2 separate regions of the Hordeum vulgare genome follow, and region 2 is linked to region 1. A link is a contact called in public Hi-C data. All regions are on one chromosome and are shown on one strand. Each heading gives the region's core, a stretch centred on a gene start, on an enhancer-like site or on the middle of the called end of the contact. The rest is flanking DNA. Distances are from core to core; before and after follow the strand shown. Region 1 holds the start of LOC123400161 (myb-related protein Hv1). Region 2 holds the start of LOC123400165 (protein ALTERED PHOSPHATE STARVATION RESPONSE 1).

The links. Hi-C and Micro-C count contacts between places; a contact is called where the count stands out from the background.
Region 2: a contact with region 1 is called in a Hi-C map of leaf, with 3 times the contacts expected there. The contact joins the promoter of LOC123400165 here to the promoter of LOC123400161 in region 1. A contact is called at or near these places in 3 of 6 Hi-C or Micro-C datasets (leaf and seedling) and 1 of 1 datasets of contacts at active chromatin or transcription factors (embryo).

What each region holds. Positions count from the first base shown.
Region 1 is chr5H:504,536,947-504,540,498 of MorexV3_pseudomolecules_assembly, reverse strand. It overlaps LOC123400161 (myb-related protein Hv1), which reads left to right and starts at 1,753. Exons shown (of 2, transcript XM_045094578.1): 1 at 1,753-2,241; 2 at 2,387-3,214. The coding sequence starts at 1,979. The coding sequence ends at 2,933. It overlaps LOC123400162 (a long non-coding RNA gene), which reads left to right. Exons shown (of 20, transcript XR_006610497.1): 20 at 3,531-3,552.
Region 2 is chr5H:504,747,951-504,751,502 of MorexV3_pseudomolecules_assembly, reverse strand. LOC123400165 (protein ALTERED PHOSPHATE STARVATION RESPONSE 1) reads right to left here and starts at 1,855. Exons shown (of 4, transcript XM_045094580.1): 1 at 769-1,855; 2 at 428-645. The coding sequence starts at 1,558. It also overlaps the pseudogene LOC123397052.

The DNA.
Region 1 (3,552 bases), core at 504-3,003:
CAACCAACTATGGTCCATAGTTTGGTAACCATCCCAAAAGAATATATTAGGTAGGCAAATATTATGTAAGCCCATCTGGATTTCATCATGGATATGTAAGTCCCTCCTAACATGGAACAATTAAATGGTCCACCTCAGCAAGTCATAGCTTCATCTGCCTAAAATCCTCAGAATGTTATGTCCACAGCCTTCTTACCGCGGAGTGAATCCTAAGCTGTAGAAAATTCAGCGTATTCATATTAATATACGTTCTCCATGAATCCTAAGCTGTAGAAAATTCTGCGTATTCATATTAATCTACGTTCTCCATGAGCAAACGGCAAAGCACATGTGATCATAATTGATGATGTCATTATTAAGCACCACTGATAACGTTATCTTTTGCCATGTGGATTAGCCTATAATCTATTGCCATGTGGATTATCCCATATAAATATGATATCCAGGAGATCTGGGTTGCTACAGAAAGAAATAGGAAGCAGTTGCGGGACTAGTAGGTTTGGTGAATTTCTTAATTTAGGGTTGACCAAGCAGCTCAACTAACCAATATTAGAGCTAGAATACAAAACAGAAATGCTTCATATGAAAGTAGCTTCATTCATCGGACTATGGGCAAATTGGCAGGAGCTATGATTGTGCAAAACAGACTATACTATTAGGCAAAAACAAAGAAAAAAGACGGTGGGTGGGCAAAAGAAAATCCGTTTGAGCAGCGTCAGATACCTGTTCCGCCTCATCCTGTTTTATTATTGAAGAATAAACAAGGAAAAGGGGGTGTATGATGAGGGTGCTTCCATTTGTTAACACCTCATCATGTTTGCATTATGCACATTGGCTTGTTAAATCAGGAAACGGTAAGATGATTGGGGCTCGTGAGATCAGGGCTGGTTTGTTTTATCGAAAATATACATGAATGATCCGTATACAACTAATTCTGTCATATACTAGTGTATATATACAGCAGATCACTGTCATGTTGACATAATTGTTTTGGAGAATCAAAACAACCCCCATAGCCCGCAGACGACACCGTGTAGGTCCCTGCATCTCAGCCACAGCTCACAAGAGGTCCTTAGAAAATGGCTCGGGGAATAATCTCCAACGTGTCACATGTTGTTTATCTAACTGAAGTTGTTGTCAGACGGATTATCGTCGAGGATTTGTCTTGCAGAAAGAAAGATTGAGGTTGTATCTGATCTCGCCGATCGTCGCTGCGGATCATTTACTTGTAGATAGAATTGGTTGGAGACCCCTGCCCTGAGTTTTTGTGTTGCACGAGGAGTTTTAGGCAGGGGCAGCATCAGCACTCAACGGAAAGAGACTTGTAGGGGGATGGATGGACCTAATAATCCCCCACAAACAAATTAGGAAGAGGGGGGCATCACGGGGTGGTGGATGCGGTTAGTTAGTTTGCTGTTAAAACCAGAAGGAACGAAGGCGCCAAGAGGGTAGGCAGGGGAGGCTTACCTCACTTTACACCTACCTGTGAATCGGGCAAGTAGGCACGGCAGGCACACAAGGGAGCTGAGCTGAGCTGAGCTGAGCTTGTGTGTCCTGTGGCCTGTGGCTGGCTGGCTGGCTGTGTCGTTGTTGCCTTTCTATCTTCCTCTTTTTGTGCGCGTAATAAACTGGTAAACAAACAAACCGGCGGTGTGATGAGTTGAGGTGAGGTGAGGTCATGGCCTGGGGTAGAGGGGAGGGGAGGGGAGGGGGAGGCCTACCAGTACCAGCCTAACCTTTTTGCCACCAACTCAGCCTCTAGAAGACCTTCTTCCCCGATCCAGTCAAGTGCACTGCCGCCTATAAAGATCCAGCCTCCTCCTCACCCACCCCTCCCCGTGCGTCCCAGTAGCACTAGCACCCAACAACAACACCAACTTCCACTCCTGCAAACCCCAACCCAACCCAACCCAACCCACCACCGAGAAGCACGAGGAAGAAAGCGGACGGTGTCATCGGCGGCGGACCATCTAAAGCGATGGGGAGGTCGCCGTGCTGCGAGAAGGCGCACACCAACAAGGGCGCCTGGACCAAGGAGGAGGACGACCGGCTCACCGCCTACATCAAGGCGCACGGCGAGGGCTGCTGGCGCTCCCTGCCCAAGGCCGCCGGCCTGCTCCGCTGCGGCAAGAGCTGCCGCCTCCGCTGGATCAACTACCTCCGCCCCGACCTCAAGCGCGGCAACTTCAGCCACGAGGAGGACGAGCTCATCATCAAGCTCCACAGCCTCCTGGGCAACAAGTAGGTCCATCCAAATCATTCATTTTTTCCAACGCCACACGATAGCATATCGTAGCAAGTAGCAACGATGAATGGACGATCATCCTCTGTTGTGCTACATGCATAGGCAGCTCTGACATGTGTTGTTTCTGCTTGGCGCGCGCAGATGGTCCCTGATAGCCGGGAGACTGCCGGGGAGGACGGACAACGAGATCAAGAACTACTGGAACACGCACATCCGGAGGAAGCTGACGAGCCGGGGGATCGACCCGGTGACCCACCGCGCGATCAACAGCGACCACGCCGCGTCCAACATCACCATATCCTTTGAGTCGGCGCAGAGGGACGACAAGGGCGCCGTGTTCCGGCGAGACGCCGAGCCCGCCAAGGCAGCAGCAGCGGCAGCGGCGATCTCACACCACGTGGACCACCATCACCGTAGTAACCCCCAGCTTGACTGGGGCCAGGGGAAGCCGCTCAAGTGCCCGGACCTGAACCTGGACCTGTGCATCAGCCCCCCGATCCACGAGGACCCCATGGTGGACACCAAGCCCGTGGTGAAGAGGGAGGCCGGCGTCGGCGTCGGCGTCGGCGTGGTGGGCCTCTGCTTCAGCTGCAGCATGGGGCTCCCCAGGAGCTCGGACTGCAAGTGCAGCAGCTTCATGGGGCTCCGGACCGCCATGCTCGACTTCAGAAGCATCGAGATGAAATGAGCAGAGCAGAGCAGAGCACCCCCTCTCTTCTCTGCTCTTCTCTCCCCTGTCTGTGACGTGGAGATATTGGTTTAGCCTGTAGGTGAAAATACAGCGAGCGAAAGAGAGAGAGATGCAGGAAGGAGAAAGAATGATGATCTTGCCGGCGGTGCCCTGTTTCGGCAAGATCTTCTTCTTCTTCCGATGCTCTCTTGCTGCTCCATTTTGTTTGCCCCGTTGTAAAAAAAGAAAAATTACCGTTTGACTAATCATGAGCAAATAAGGCCCTGTTTGGTTTCAAATAAGTCATCAACTTATAAGTTAAAAAGTGTAAAATAAAATGACTTATTTTGCTAAACAGACCCAACTTATAAGTCATCCCAACTTATAAGTCATAAGTTGCTTCACCCCAACTTAAAACTTATAAATCACCCATTTTTGCATGAAAAGGTGACTTATAAGTCAGATGACAACCAAACAGGCGTGACTTATAAGTCACTGGTTTTAAGTCACCTGATTTATAAGTAGGTGACTTATTGAAACCAAACAGGACCTTATGGAAACCAAACAGGGCCTAATACCCTGGTGCTGTCGTGAAGGTGACCATTCTTTTGGCAGGAGAGCAGAGGAGATGGCACGC
Region 2 (3,552 bases), core at 606-3,105, 210 kb before region 1:
ACATCTTTTTTACTTGGAAGAATCCAAAGGCACGTACGGTGCATATCATATTTACAGAACCTCCTGACAGGGAGGGGAAAAAAGAATTACTGCCAAATGAACAAACAAACAATGCATCCATGTGAGCAGAATGTACTTTGGTTCAGACAGAACCAATTGCCACCCCACTGGAATCCTTGTTAGTATCTCCCATGGCCATCGCAGAATGTACTAATATGATAGTCATAATCAGCAAAAGGAGGGCCACTAGCTCCTCAAAAGCACCAAGCCACTCATTCACTCACTCTGCTTGAGATTTGAGATCTATCCAACCAAGCCGCGCATTTCGATGAATCTATCTGCTCGAGCTACTGTACATCGAGATGAATCTACCTGCTCGAACTAGTGCACATTTGGATCGATGATAAAAAATGATGAATGAACGCACCTTGACCTCGAGAAACAGCTTCTTCTCCCAGGCGTAGAGCCTTTCGACGGTGGAGGAGTGGCTGAGGATCCCACTGCCTCCGCCATTGCCCATCACCCCTTCGTCCCCTCTCTCGAACCTGGAGAAGCCATTGCTGCTGCCTTTCCCGTAGCCTCCTCCTCCGCCGCCCCACGACCACCCCGTAGGCTTCAGGTTCTTGCCGTAGCTCATCACCCTCCCTGAAGAAAGAAACATGAGTTGACTCCATTGCCGCACGCAGCGAAGAATTCATTTATCAGGAAGAACTGAAAATGTGAGCAGGATGGAAGAACGAGGTAGGCTCATCTGTCGGCTGTTCTTGCCTGGGAGGCTGTTGCTGGCGTCGGGGAGCTCGCAGATTGGGGCCTCGAGCAGCGCGGCGACGCGGGCGCCGGCGTCGGCGGCCTTGAGGAAGTACTCGTCGATCTCGGTGGCGATCTCGGCGAGGTCCTTCTTCCCGGCCGCGCCGCCGCCTCCGCCCCGGGGCAGGGCGACGACGGTGAGCTCGCTGGCGGTGGATGTGGTGGCGGTCACGACGGACGGGGCCGGGGGCTGGGCCTGGGCGGCGTTGGCCGTGACGACCACGGGCGGCGGCGTGGCGCGGGGGGATTCGGCGAGGGACGTGGCCGCGTCGTCCCATTCCGCCGCGGCGTCGGCGGGGGAGCGGGAGGAGGAGGGCGCGAAGGGGTCCCAGAAGTCCCAGCTGGACGGCATTGGGGCCGGCGGAGGGGGAGGGGGCGGCAGGATTTGCGAGGCGCTGATGGTGGAGGATGTGGTGGTGGTCCAGGAGCTGGCGGTCCGCGCGGGGCTGAGCGGCGGAGGAGGAGGCGGCGGCGGCGGCGGCGGCGGGGGCGGAGGGGGAGGGGGAGGAGGCGGCGGCGGCTGGTGATGGTGGCGCTGGTGGTGGGTGTGCGGGTGCGGGTGCGGGTTGTCGGCCTCGGCGGTGGCGAACTGGAGCAGCGCGGCGCCGGTGGCCCGCAGGGAGCGGAGGTAGAGCGCGTGGGCGGCGGCCATGTCCCTCCGCGCCTGCACGAGGTGCTTGGTGTAGCGGCGGCGCGCCTTGCAGCGCGACACCGCCTCCTGCCGCTCCAGCCTCGACTGGCAGCAGCCCATCGCCGGCGCGCCGGCCGGTCGACGGATAAGCCGCTCACTCGCCTCCTCCCCTTCCGCTTCCGCTTCCCCTCAAATCTTTGGATCGGCTTGGCTTGGGTGGGAAGACGAAGGCAGTAACCGTTGTCGCTCGCCTCCACTGACCGCGCGCTCCGCTCCGCTCCGCTCCCCCCCTCTTGAGACTCCTCCGTCTGGTCCGGTCGCGTCGCGTCCTTCCAAATTAGCGCTGGGAGGGGGAGTGGAGTGAGAGAGTGAGGGAGTGAGGTGGAGCGGCAGAGGGAGTGCGTGTGAGCTTTGGGGCGGTGTGCGTGCGTGCGTGCATGGGACTGGTGTCTTTCTCGGGCCCCGCCGGGTCCCGAATCCCCACGGTGCCCCCGGCCGCTGTGCGCCCCGCCGCGGCCCGCGCGGGGGCAGCCCGGGCAGACGCACCCCGCGGCTCCAACGGTCGCGCGCCGGGCTCGTTTCGGCCTCGGTGCGTTGCGGGTGCAGGGGATGGGAGGGAACGTTGCGCGAGACGTTGTCGGGCTTCAATGCCCCCCCCCCGATCGCGCGATTGGCAGTTACTCGCGGTGGGTGGGTGGGTCGTCGTCGTCGTCGTTCACCACTTGATTTGCTCGGGTTTGAAAGCGGCAAATGCGTGCGCCGGCGCCGGGTTTATGTAGCGTGTCGTCGACGATGCATGCGTTCCGACTTTTTTTTGGTTTCAGAAAAGTCCGCAATAAACATCTCATGGGTGTGCCTACGAGATGTGATATAAATTATTGCAAATCTGAATGACTAAGGGCAACTTCACGTTCGTTTTGCTCGGATTCTGTCCGTTTGGAGCGGACGATGTGATCATGTCCAGGTCATTTTTGGGATGCGGTGGCCGTGCGCCCAACGCGCGGACGCATCCTGTCCGCCTCATTTTGAAACACAAGCGGTCCATGCAAGCGGTCCTAGATCACGACGGCAACACAACCAACCTACACGTCCTCGCCGACAATACAGCCAACGGCCGGCAACACATCCGGCCTTCAAAAGAATAGGCTTTTCGCCGACAACACATCCAACCTCCAAAAAAAGAACGGCCACGGCCCATCACACCCTAGTTCAGGCCATCGACGTCAAACATCTCTTTCTGCCCGGCCTCGAACCAGCTCCTGGTCTTCTCGCTCATCTTACTCAAGTCCACGCTCATGATCGTCATCGTCACCTCCTTTGATTTGGTTGCGGCATCGGCGGACTCGATGTTGGGTTGCCTCTGCCTGGCCGCGGCATTGGCGGCCTCGATGTTGAGCTGCCTTTGCCTGGCCGCGACATTGGCGGCCTCGATGTCGAGCTGACTCTACCTGGCCGCCTCCTCCATGTCGATCTTCCTCTTCTTGGCCACCTCCTCCATCTCAAGCTTCTTTGTTTGCAGCTCCATGTATTGCTTCATTTGCTTCTCCTTGCCTTGTCGCTTCTTCTCGTCCCTCACTTCCTTTTGAGACATCATGCCATGCAAAGTCTCATGCAAAGCATACGATGGCGCATCACGCTTGTCATCCACCTTGGAGTTGGTCTTGCCCCTCGGCCTCTTCAACGCTTCACCATCTCCACCTCCGACCAAGGGACCACCTTCTTGCCTCTCTTCCTTTGAAGCTCAGGGTATTGATCTTTGAACTTAGGGCAATTGTTGATGATTCGCCAACAATGTGTGAGAGTGAATGGCTTATCGTTGTGCCGGGCCTTGAATGCTTTCAAAGATTGAAATGCCTACATGATCAACAATAACTGCACATGCAAACACAATTAATCGTAGAGGAGGCCGAGGCACGGCCGTAGCAAAGGAAAGAGAAGAGGCCATACCATGTCCCCGATGCCAAGACCACTCACGGGACGTGCTTCAACGCTCTCAAGTGCGGCGCAATATTTGTTGCATTCTTGTTGGATGAACAACCACCTATTTTGAATTGAGTTGATGTTACGATCGCTCGTAAATTGATAGGACGGAAACAACTTTCTTTCATGGAGTG